3 separate regions of the Gossypium hirsutum genome follow, and regions 1 and 3 are each linked to region 2. The links are chromatin contacts, called in public Hi-C maps. All regions are on one chromosome and are shown on one strand. Each heading gives the region's core, a stretch centred on a gene start, on an enhancer-like site or on the middle of the called end of the contact. The rest is flanking DNA. Distances are from core to core; before and after follow the strand shown. Region 1 holds the start of LOC107945362 (peroxidase 51-like). Region 2 holds the start of LOC107945350 (pentatricopeptide repeat-containing protein ELI1, chloroplastic). Region 3 has its middle 51 kb from the start of LOC121224094.

Evidence for each region. A called contact is a pair of places that touch in the nucleus more often than the background predicts.
Region 1: a contact with region 2 is called in a Hi-C map of leaf, with 4 times the contacts expected there. The contact joins the promoter of LOC107945362 here to the promoter of LOC107945350 in region 2. A contact is called at or near these places in 6 of 34 Hi-C or Micro-C datasets (callus and leaf).
Region 3: a Hi-C map of leaf shows a contact between it and region 2, with 2.3 times the contacts expected there. The contact joins the enhancer-like site here to the promoter of LOC107945350 in region 2. A contact is called at or near these places in 5 of 34 Hi-C or Micro-C datasets (callus, hypocotyl and leaf).

The regions. Positions count from the first base shown.
Region 1 is chrD12:29,479,381-29,482,100 of Gossypium_hirsutum_v2.1, forward strand. LOC107945362 (peroxidase 51-like) reads right to left here and starts at 1,331. Exons shown (of 4, transcript NM_001398465.1): 1 at 1,076-1,331; 2 at 775-975; 3 at 516-681; 4 at 1-428. The coding sequence starts at 1,294. The coding sequence ends at 22.
Region 2 is chrD12:29,855,907-29,858,753 of Gossypium_hirsutum_v2.1, forward strand. It overlaps LOC107945350 (pentatricopeptide repeat-containing protein ELI1, chloroplastic), which reads left to right and starts at 1,525. Exons shown (of 1, transcript XM_016879312.2): 1 at 1,525-2,847. The coding sequence starts at 2,535.
Region 3 is chrD12:30,193,123-30,195,912 of Gossypium_hirsutum_v2.1, forward strand. No RefSeq gene overlaps it. Among protein-coding and RNA genes, the nearest start is that of LOC121224094, 51 kb to the right of the region's middle. Within about 2 kb of position 1,264, at least 7 of the 9 cell types and tissues checked have an H3K27ac peak or open chromatin away from gene starts, as enhancers often do. A contact at or near this core is called in leaf, where this site is marked.

The DNA of each region.
Region 1 (2,720 bases), core at 81-2,580, 380 kb before region 2:
TCAAGAACCCAACTTTTTTTCTCAGTTAAAGGCAGCACAGTTTCTACGAATGTTGCCGTTCCTCCCAGTCTTGACACCTACCCGACCCAGCTTACTCATAGCAGTAATAAAGGCTTGGTTAAAAGCCTGTGAGTTGGAGGCCCAGGCGTCTACAGTAGGTCTAGACCTTGTGTCCGTGAATAAAACCTGGTCGGAGGTGAAAAGGCCCTGCCCTTTCTGCAAGTTCTGGAAGTAGACATTGTCAAATGTCCTGGGTGTGTTTGGGTCCATGTTGATGGCTATACTTGGGTCCACATTCCTGGGGCACATTTGTTGAAGTTGAGTAGCATAGTCCTTGTTGAGCGTTGGGTCCACTGCATTTTGACGGCTAAAATTGTATATTCTGTTGGAAAACTTGTCGCAATGTGAGAATCCAAGAGTGTGTGCCGCTGCAAAAACATAAAACCAATGAGAGCCTTTAACATGGGAAGCTTATGCTGGAAATGCAGACATTGAGGTTGTGGTAATAATAAGACCTGATAGAGCAATCATGTCAGTTTGGCTGAGTCCATTTGCTGCAAAAAGCGAATTAAGCTGATTCAAGTTGAAAGTTGGGTGAGGAAGCTTTCCATTGACACTAGCAGCTGTAGAGCTTAACCCATCCAATCTCCCCAATTCAACAGCATAAGAAGGTCCACCAGACTGTAATTATAATCAGATCACATTCACTAACATATCTGCAACAATGTCAAACAATCATTGTGGTAATATCAAAGAAATAGGAACGAACCATACCATAGCAATAACATCACGGGTAGCCAAAGCCAAGATATCAGCACAAGACACCTTATTTCTGCAACTTGGAACCGCATCAACCGCTGCTTTAGCTTTGATGACGGTGTCAAATCCATCTCCGGCTAACGACAGGTTATCAGGGTGATCTTTTTCAGCTTTGTTGCTACCGGTAGATGCAATCATAACCGAAGCATCACATCCCTGTTAGAAACAATAAATGCACTTGCGATAAGGTTGATACATTTTAAGCGAAATGGAGAAAAGGGTAATCTTCAGAAAAAAAAAAGTGTTGGAAAAAAACCTGGACAAAGCAATCATGGAAGAAGAGACGGAGAGTGGCAGGAACTGTGACGAAAGTTTGGCTGAATTTCTTGGCCACTTCACCTCTAACAATCGCTTCTACATTTGAGCAAGAATTAGCATAGAAATTTTGTCTTAGTTGAGCTGATACTGTGCCAGGAAACAAACAGAAGCTTAGAGAAAATGACAGGAAAACTAAAAGGTTAATGAAGTGACCCATTTGAGAAGAAACTGAGAAATAATGAGTATAAAAGCAGCTATATAGAAAAAGAAGAAAGTTGATTAATGAAAATATAAAAAAGCATATATTGGAAGAAGCTTGGAAGTGGTCCGTGAGAGTAGTAAGTTAGATGGGGAATCTTTTTTAACAGCAAAGAAAGAGTGCCTCAATAATAAGTGATTTAAATAATAGATAAGGAGAGAGTACGGAGCTTGAAAGAGACATCAATGCTTCTCCTTGGCTTTGTCAATGTCAATGGCCGCCTTCATCTCCTTCCACAAACTCAAACTGCTCTCCTCGTTGCCCTACAACTTGGGTTTCGACTACCAACTTGGAATCTCATAGAAACGTGCTCCAAGATCCAACACTTTGAAATAAAAACTAGAGACATAGAGAACATCGAAAAATCCGTAAAACCTCAAAGTCATGAGTTTTTTTTAACCTAATACTTTTTCGTTCTTTTTTAACATGAAAAAGTACGTACATCTCGATCCAAAAGAGAGCCGTTGGTACATACATTTTCAACTCCTCAATAAATATTAATATCATCTATTTAAATTAATATTTTTCTAAAAAAATTACATATTGGTTAGGATAAATAGAAAATAAATATATCAAGTTTTTATATATTTTAACAAAACATTTAATATTGTTAATTTTTAGCTTTTTAAAGTTAAAATAGAAAAATATTAAAAGGGTGGGACACCAAAAGCAGGCCATGCCATTTTAAGCATAATATTTGATGAAAGTACTTGGCTATAACGTGCAAGTTTGTATAGCTAATCAATACTGGATAAAATTAATATGAAAAAAGAAGGAAAATTTTAACTCCCAAATTTAGATAACCGATGAAAAACCAAAGCAAAGCAATGAAGCACCACTGATACAAGTAAACAAGTAAATAAGGAAAAGTCCGTAATTTTCAGACTCATCCTGGTCCCAGAGTTTACATACAGTAATAATAAAAGAAAGAATATCATTGGCTACTCATCTACGTAAGCTGACGATGGGATTTCATGCCAATTTTGAAGAAAGGTTTGGTAGAAATAATAACAATAAGTCCAAGGCCACCATAATTAAACTTATCATCTAAAATTGAAAAAACTATTAAACAGGAAAATTGATCGTTATTAAACTAAATAAAAAATAAAAAATCCAAGCATATATTTTTAATTATTACATAAAGATATGAAGTGGGCAATACCCTTCTAAAGGTTTAAATTTTGTATAAAAACTATTTTTGTGAAAGACATGGATGAATCAATAATTAAGTGGGTATGAGAACCCAGCTGGAGAGGAATAATGAGTTTGAAAGGCAATTTTAAGTGTCTCATTGTTGTATTTTTATTTGACAATTTAAACAAAATGTTTTCTATTTTACTATACACAGAGTTCAAATCTGCTGTTTTAATTTTGGTAGAGTGAA
Region 2 (2,847 bases), core at 275-2,774:
AATTTAATTTTTTTTCTTTTATGTTCTTTTAACTTTCTTTTTTTTATTTTCCATTCTCTTCTGCTTCTCCCTCTGTTTTTCTCCTTTTTTTCATTTCTTTTAACGTAGTTTTTCCATATTTTTCATTTGTTAAAACTAGTCCACAAGCTTGTCTTACTCGAAAAAATTAAATTGTTAAAAAAAAGTATTGGGACTAGTTTTAACAAATGGAAAACATAGAAAAACTACGTTAAAAGAAATGGAAAAAGGAGGAAAACAGATGGAGAAGCAGAAGGGAATGGAAAATAAAGGAAAAAAAGAAAGTTAAAAAATAAAAGAAAAAAATTAAATTGCTCAAAACAAAAAAATACGGGGACCGATTGCGTAAATTAACCTAAAATTTTTGTTTGAAATGATGATTTAACGTGTCACGTCAGCTTATCGTTACATCGTTAACGACAATTAACGGCTCAGTGACTAAAATGTTACAACGCGATAACATAAGTGACTAAAACGTAACATTTCAAACATAAGTGACTAAAATATAACCTAAGGTAAACAAAAGTGACTATTTTGATAGTTTACTCAAAAAATTATAAAATTTATAAAATTCTAATAAATTATAAAAAAAATTAATAAAGCATATTTAAAATATTTAAATCTTATAAAAACTTATAAATAATAAAAATCTAATAAATTATAAAATTATTAAAAATTAGAAAAATTAAAAATTATAAAAAAAAATTATTTAAACACTTAAAAGCATAATGAACACATGACATTAGACCAATATTTGGATAATGAGAATAGTCATCAAATTGTTAGGATCAATTTCATGTTGAGTAAAATGTTCTTGATCCTCTGCAAATAAAACAATAGTTGCAGGACCCTTTTATTTTTATCAATAAATTATTTTTGTAAAATTTTTATCTCTAATTTTCTAAGTATAGTACATGGACTTAAAAAGTTGAAAAGTGTGTGCTAACTATGTTATGATATAAAGTATTTTTGGTACAATTAGAAACTATCAACTAAAATTTCATTATCCAACAATTACAAATATTAGCATATCAATATAAAATATTTTAACCAAGGTTTTTAAAACTGGACCAATAGTTGAACTAACTAGGCCATTGATTCTACCAGTTCAATTGTTCTGTTTAGTTCAATTAAATAAATCATTAAAAAAATTTAAAAATAAAAAAGTATTAAAAAAAAGACCAATTACTTAAAATTTTGGCAAAAATGTTTTTGGCAATTTTTGAAAATAAGTATGATTTTAAATGCTTAGTTGTTGTCTTAGTCCAGTTAGTAGATATGATACTTTGTATCCGGATCCTTCGATCGGGTCGGGTATAAGGTGTTATAATAGTGGTAGTTTATTTATTTAGAATAAATTTTAATTTTTGGAAATTACGATATTTATTGGTTTTTTATTGAGAGAATTACTTTCATATTGAAAGTAAGTTTCGTATTCTGTGTTTGGTTGGTATTGCTTGAGCCCACACTCGACATATTTCGTGGTATGAGGATAGTAGAGAATGTCATTCGGTTGAAAATCAGGATCGACTTGAATTCAACTCGCACAAAACATGAGTACTTATTGATAAAAGTTTATTACTATAAATATCACAAATTAAGTCGGTTTTAAAAAATTTTAAACTTTCACTATAAATATAAATTGTTTTTTAAACCGGATTCTTCCAACAATCCTTGAAATTCCGAATAGCTTGTAGACATCTGAGACTCCTTCTACGATGCGAAGGACTCATGGCTAATGCTCCCTGTGAGATATTGGTGCAATTGAAGGCTTTTCCCATAATTTGCTAGCAATTATAAGGGCTTACCAACTCTCCGGATTGCTTTCTTGAACTTGCAAGAAGGGAATTGTAAAACTTTCATTCCACACCCTGATGCTCAAGTCAAACATATTGAAGAGAGAAAAGAGATAAACCATGTGATTTGGGGACTTATGAGATGGTTATAAATGGTGAAGGGGGTTGCCATTTATAAGATGATTGGAGACAACTAGAGATTCAAACGTTACGCTCTTATTAAGAGCTTAATAGGTGGTAGGTGTCAATTTCGTGTTGGAAGCTTAGGGTGCACGAGCATTGAAATAGGGGATTTCTCTCCAACATTCCAGCGTGGGCCTTCTTAACTTTGTGGTCTTCTTCTTTGGGCCGCCTTATGTGATATTGGTAATGTAGTCTCTAATGGACTCAAATATGGGGACTCAAAGATCTAGAGTCTGAGTTGTACCCAAATAAGTATTTTTTGCTTGTTATCCGTTCAGTCTTCAAATAATCAAATGTTATGTATTCGATAATTTGAAATCGTAAGATTAAAATTTCAAGCAAAAATATAAAATTAGATGCAAGCATAATCTGAACTTGTTAGGTACTTCTGTTCCACTCGACTCAAGTTTGTTTGAAATCTATGTTGGATAAGGTAAAAGTACAAAGCAAGCAGATCTATGAGTATACTCTGTAAATCAAAATGCTTATCAAAAGCTTGTGAGTGCCTGAATTGTTGAGACTTTGCTTCATTCAAGCATGTCCTCAGCCCTGCTTTTCACTTCTCCTCCACTGCCAACACCCTCCATAAACCGTAGCACTCTCTCATTCGCCGCCGTCACCAACTTTCCACCATCACCAGACAAGCTAGCTCTTCTTTTAGATAAATCCAGCTCCATCCATCACTTGCTCCAAATCCACGCAGCTCTTCTCCGCCACGGCCTTCATCAACACCCCATCCTAAATTTCAAGCTTCAACGCTCTTACTCTTCTCGAGGCCGTCTCGACTATTCACTCGCTCTCTTCAATCGAACTCTCAACCCCAACATCTTTTTCTACACTTCTATCATTA
Region 3 (2,790 bases), core at 14-2,513, 340 kb after region 2:
CATTCTAAATTCCTTTCAATCCCTATATCATTTCTCCAAGTTTTCCTTACAAGGTCTTTAAACTCGGCATGTAGCATCCAACTAGTTAGACACTGAAACGAGCGACAATCCCTTTGAACAATCAGGCTTAGAGAGACCAAAATTGGACAATGGTTGGATTTCAGCCGATAAAGATTACGGACCATACAGTTTGGCGCAAAGAAGTCCCACTCTGAATTACAAATGGCCCGATCAACTCTCCGAGACAGGTTCCCTCTACTCAATGTGAATTGAGGACTATTATAACCGAAATCCCAAATCTTATTGTCAAACAGGAAAGACTGAAACCACTTACAACCAAGTCGTGCCTGAACAACACCTCCTACCCTCTCCGAACCATCTAACACCGAGTTAAAATCACCAACAATTAGCCACGATTTTGAAATCGAATTTTCCATAACATCCAAGTTATACCAGAGATCCTTCCTCTTCTTTTGTTACGGGCTAGCATAAACCACTGTGCATAGAAAACTAGAAGAGTTAATCTCGCTGCAAACTTTCATGTGGACCATTTGAGGATGAATAGCCAAAATATCAACTAAACCTGTCTCATTCCACAGAATCCATATTCCACCGGCAAAACCATTAGCTTTAATCCTACAAGATTGAGCCATTCCAAATTTAGAAATAATTCTGTCATCTCGCGTACCACTTGTCCGAGTTTCAAAAAGACAAATGATCTCTGGCTAAAACTCTTTCCGATACTCAGAAACAAACTTATGAAAACGCGGATGTCTTGTACCTTGACAATTCCAAAAAATAATATTTGTGTCCATATAAAGCAGAGCGAAAAAAAAAACCCAACAACAGATTGCGTTTTAACAAATATCCTTGGCGTTAGTAGGAACCGTAGTACCCATCTACTCATCATCTTTCGGATTGTCAACTATTGTCTCTGTGATTGCATGTCCCTGCTCCAACCCAGAGATTATACCCTCCATAGCTGCCACTAAATCCACCGTAGCAACTATCGATTTATTCAAAGAATCATCTGGCGATTTATGATGTTGGGCAATCCCTTAGACCAATAACTGATTTCGCGGCCCTTGAAGAATGCCACTGGAAGCTACCCTAAAACGAAAAACCCCATTCTCCTTGCCCAACTCCATACCCATTTTATACTTGAGCAACCCCCTGTTCTCTTTCTCACTGTTTACTTGCTCGGAATGCCTGATGCTTGGTTTTATCTAACTTGGCTGTTAAAGTAATTGGTTGGAAACCCATGATTTGCTCACCCCCAGCAGCCTTGCTGGTGTTCAGGCCAAAATTAACATTCGTGGGCCTCTGACCCATTCCAGTTGAAGACCCAATATTCTTATTGATAAGCCTCAAAATTTAAAAGCCCACTTTGGACCCATTCCCTAACAAAAATCCTTTACCTTTAGCATTCGACTTATTTCTTCTTGGGCCAGCAGATCCTTTGATGGATGACACCCTTACATCACACTCATTTTCATTTATATTTATTTGTTCTGTCGGTTTGTCAAAGCCATTAAATGCGCCATCATCATTAACCAGATTCTCTTCCACTACAGCAAATCATGATTGTTCTGGAATCATTCCCTGAATTACGTTCCTTGTTTCCCCGCTGCTCCGACCTTTCCCTCTTTGCCGACGTTTGACCAACATCCATGAACCAAAGCTCTCTTCTTCAACTCTTTTTTTCTAGCTCTTATTTTTCATCAACCACGGAAGCACTACCATTACCAATATCAGATGATGAAGATTTCATTCTCTCACATCCTTCAACACTATGACCATAGAGACCACAGTTAAAACAAACGTTCAACAATGATTCATATTCAACACGCTATGTCCGGCCATTGATCTTTACTTTGGGTACCAACGGTTTCTTAAGATCAACACAAACAGCTAAGTGCGCAAACTTGCCCCTCCTGGCAAAGTCTATGTGAGTGTCTAGTTTCATAACCGGGCCAATAGCTTGCCTGATGGCACGAAGCAAAAAATTCGGAGTAATAGCCTTCTGGTAAACCTGGTAGTCTTATCCAATACATCAATTCCAGTATTGGCGGTAGAAAAATCCAGTGACCAAGGGTGCACTGTTCCATAAACTACCCACGGACGTCCTACCAGCACTATTATAGTCTTTCTCATTGTTAAAACGAACAAGGTAGAAATCTTTCTCCAAGTCCATTAGCTGAACAGGATTCAAAGGCTTCCACATTGTATTAATCTTATTAAGCAAAGCATGAAAACCTATTCTACGTACGGATTTCAATTGCGGTCGCAGTTGCGTTTTCGGTCGCATTGCGTTTATCGCACTTGCGGACATAACGGATGCTATTGTGGTCATTGCGAATATCGCGGTCGTGAATTTTAAAACAACTTATTGTAAAATATAATAGCAGTTTCGACAATAACGGTTTCAGACGGTGCCGCTACCGCTATATAACGACCGCTATTTTAATAACGAACTGCTATTTAAATCCCTGATTCTACTGCCCAAAAGTTTGACAATCAGTGTTTTCGACATATTCCGCTCAATAAACTTATGAACACGATTCGAAAAGGTAATAAACGGTATTCCATCTACCACCTCCGTTATCACATCTCCCTCTTAAAGCTCGAAGACCTCTTCCATCCTATCTGTTTGGTCCAAATTCTGAGCCATGCCCAACAACGTGGCCTTGTATGAAGCCTTAGCCATTCCGGATCTGGAACCTGTCTTCCATTACCATCAACCGTAAGGTCGTCCGACTCTGTAGTAACCTCCGATCTCCTTCAAACTTT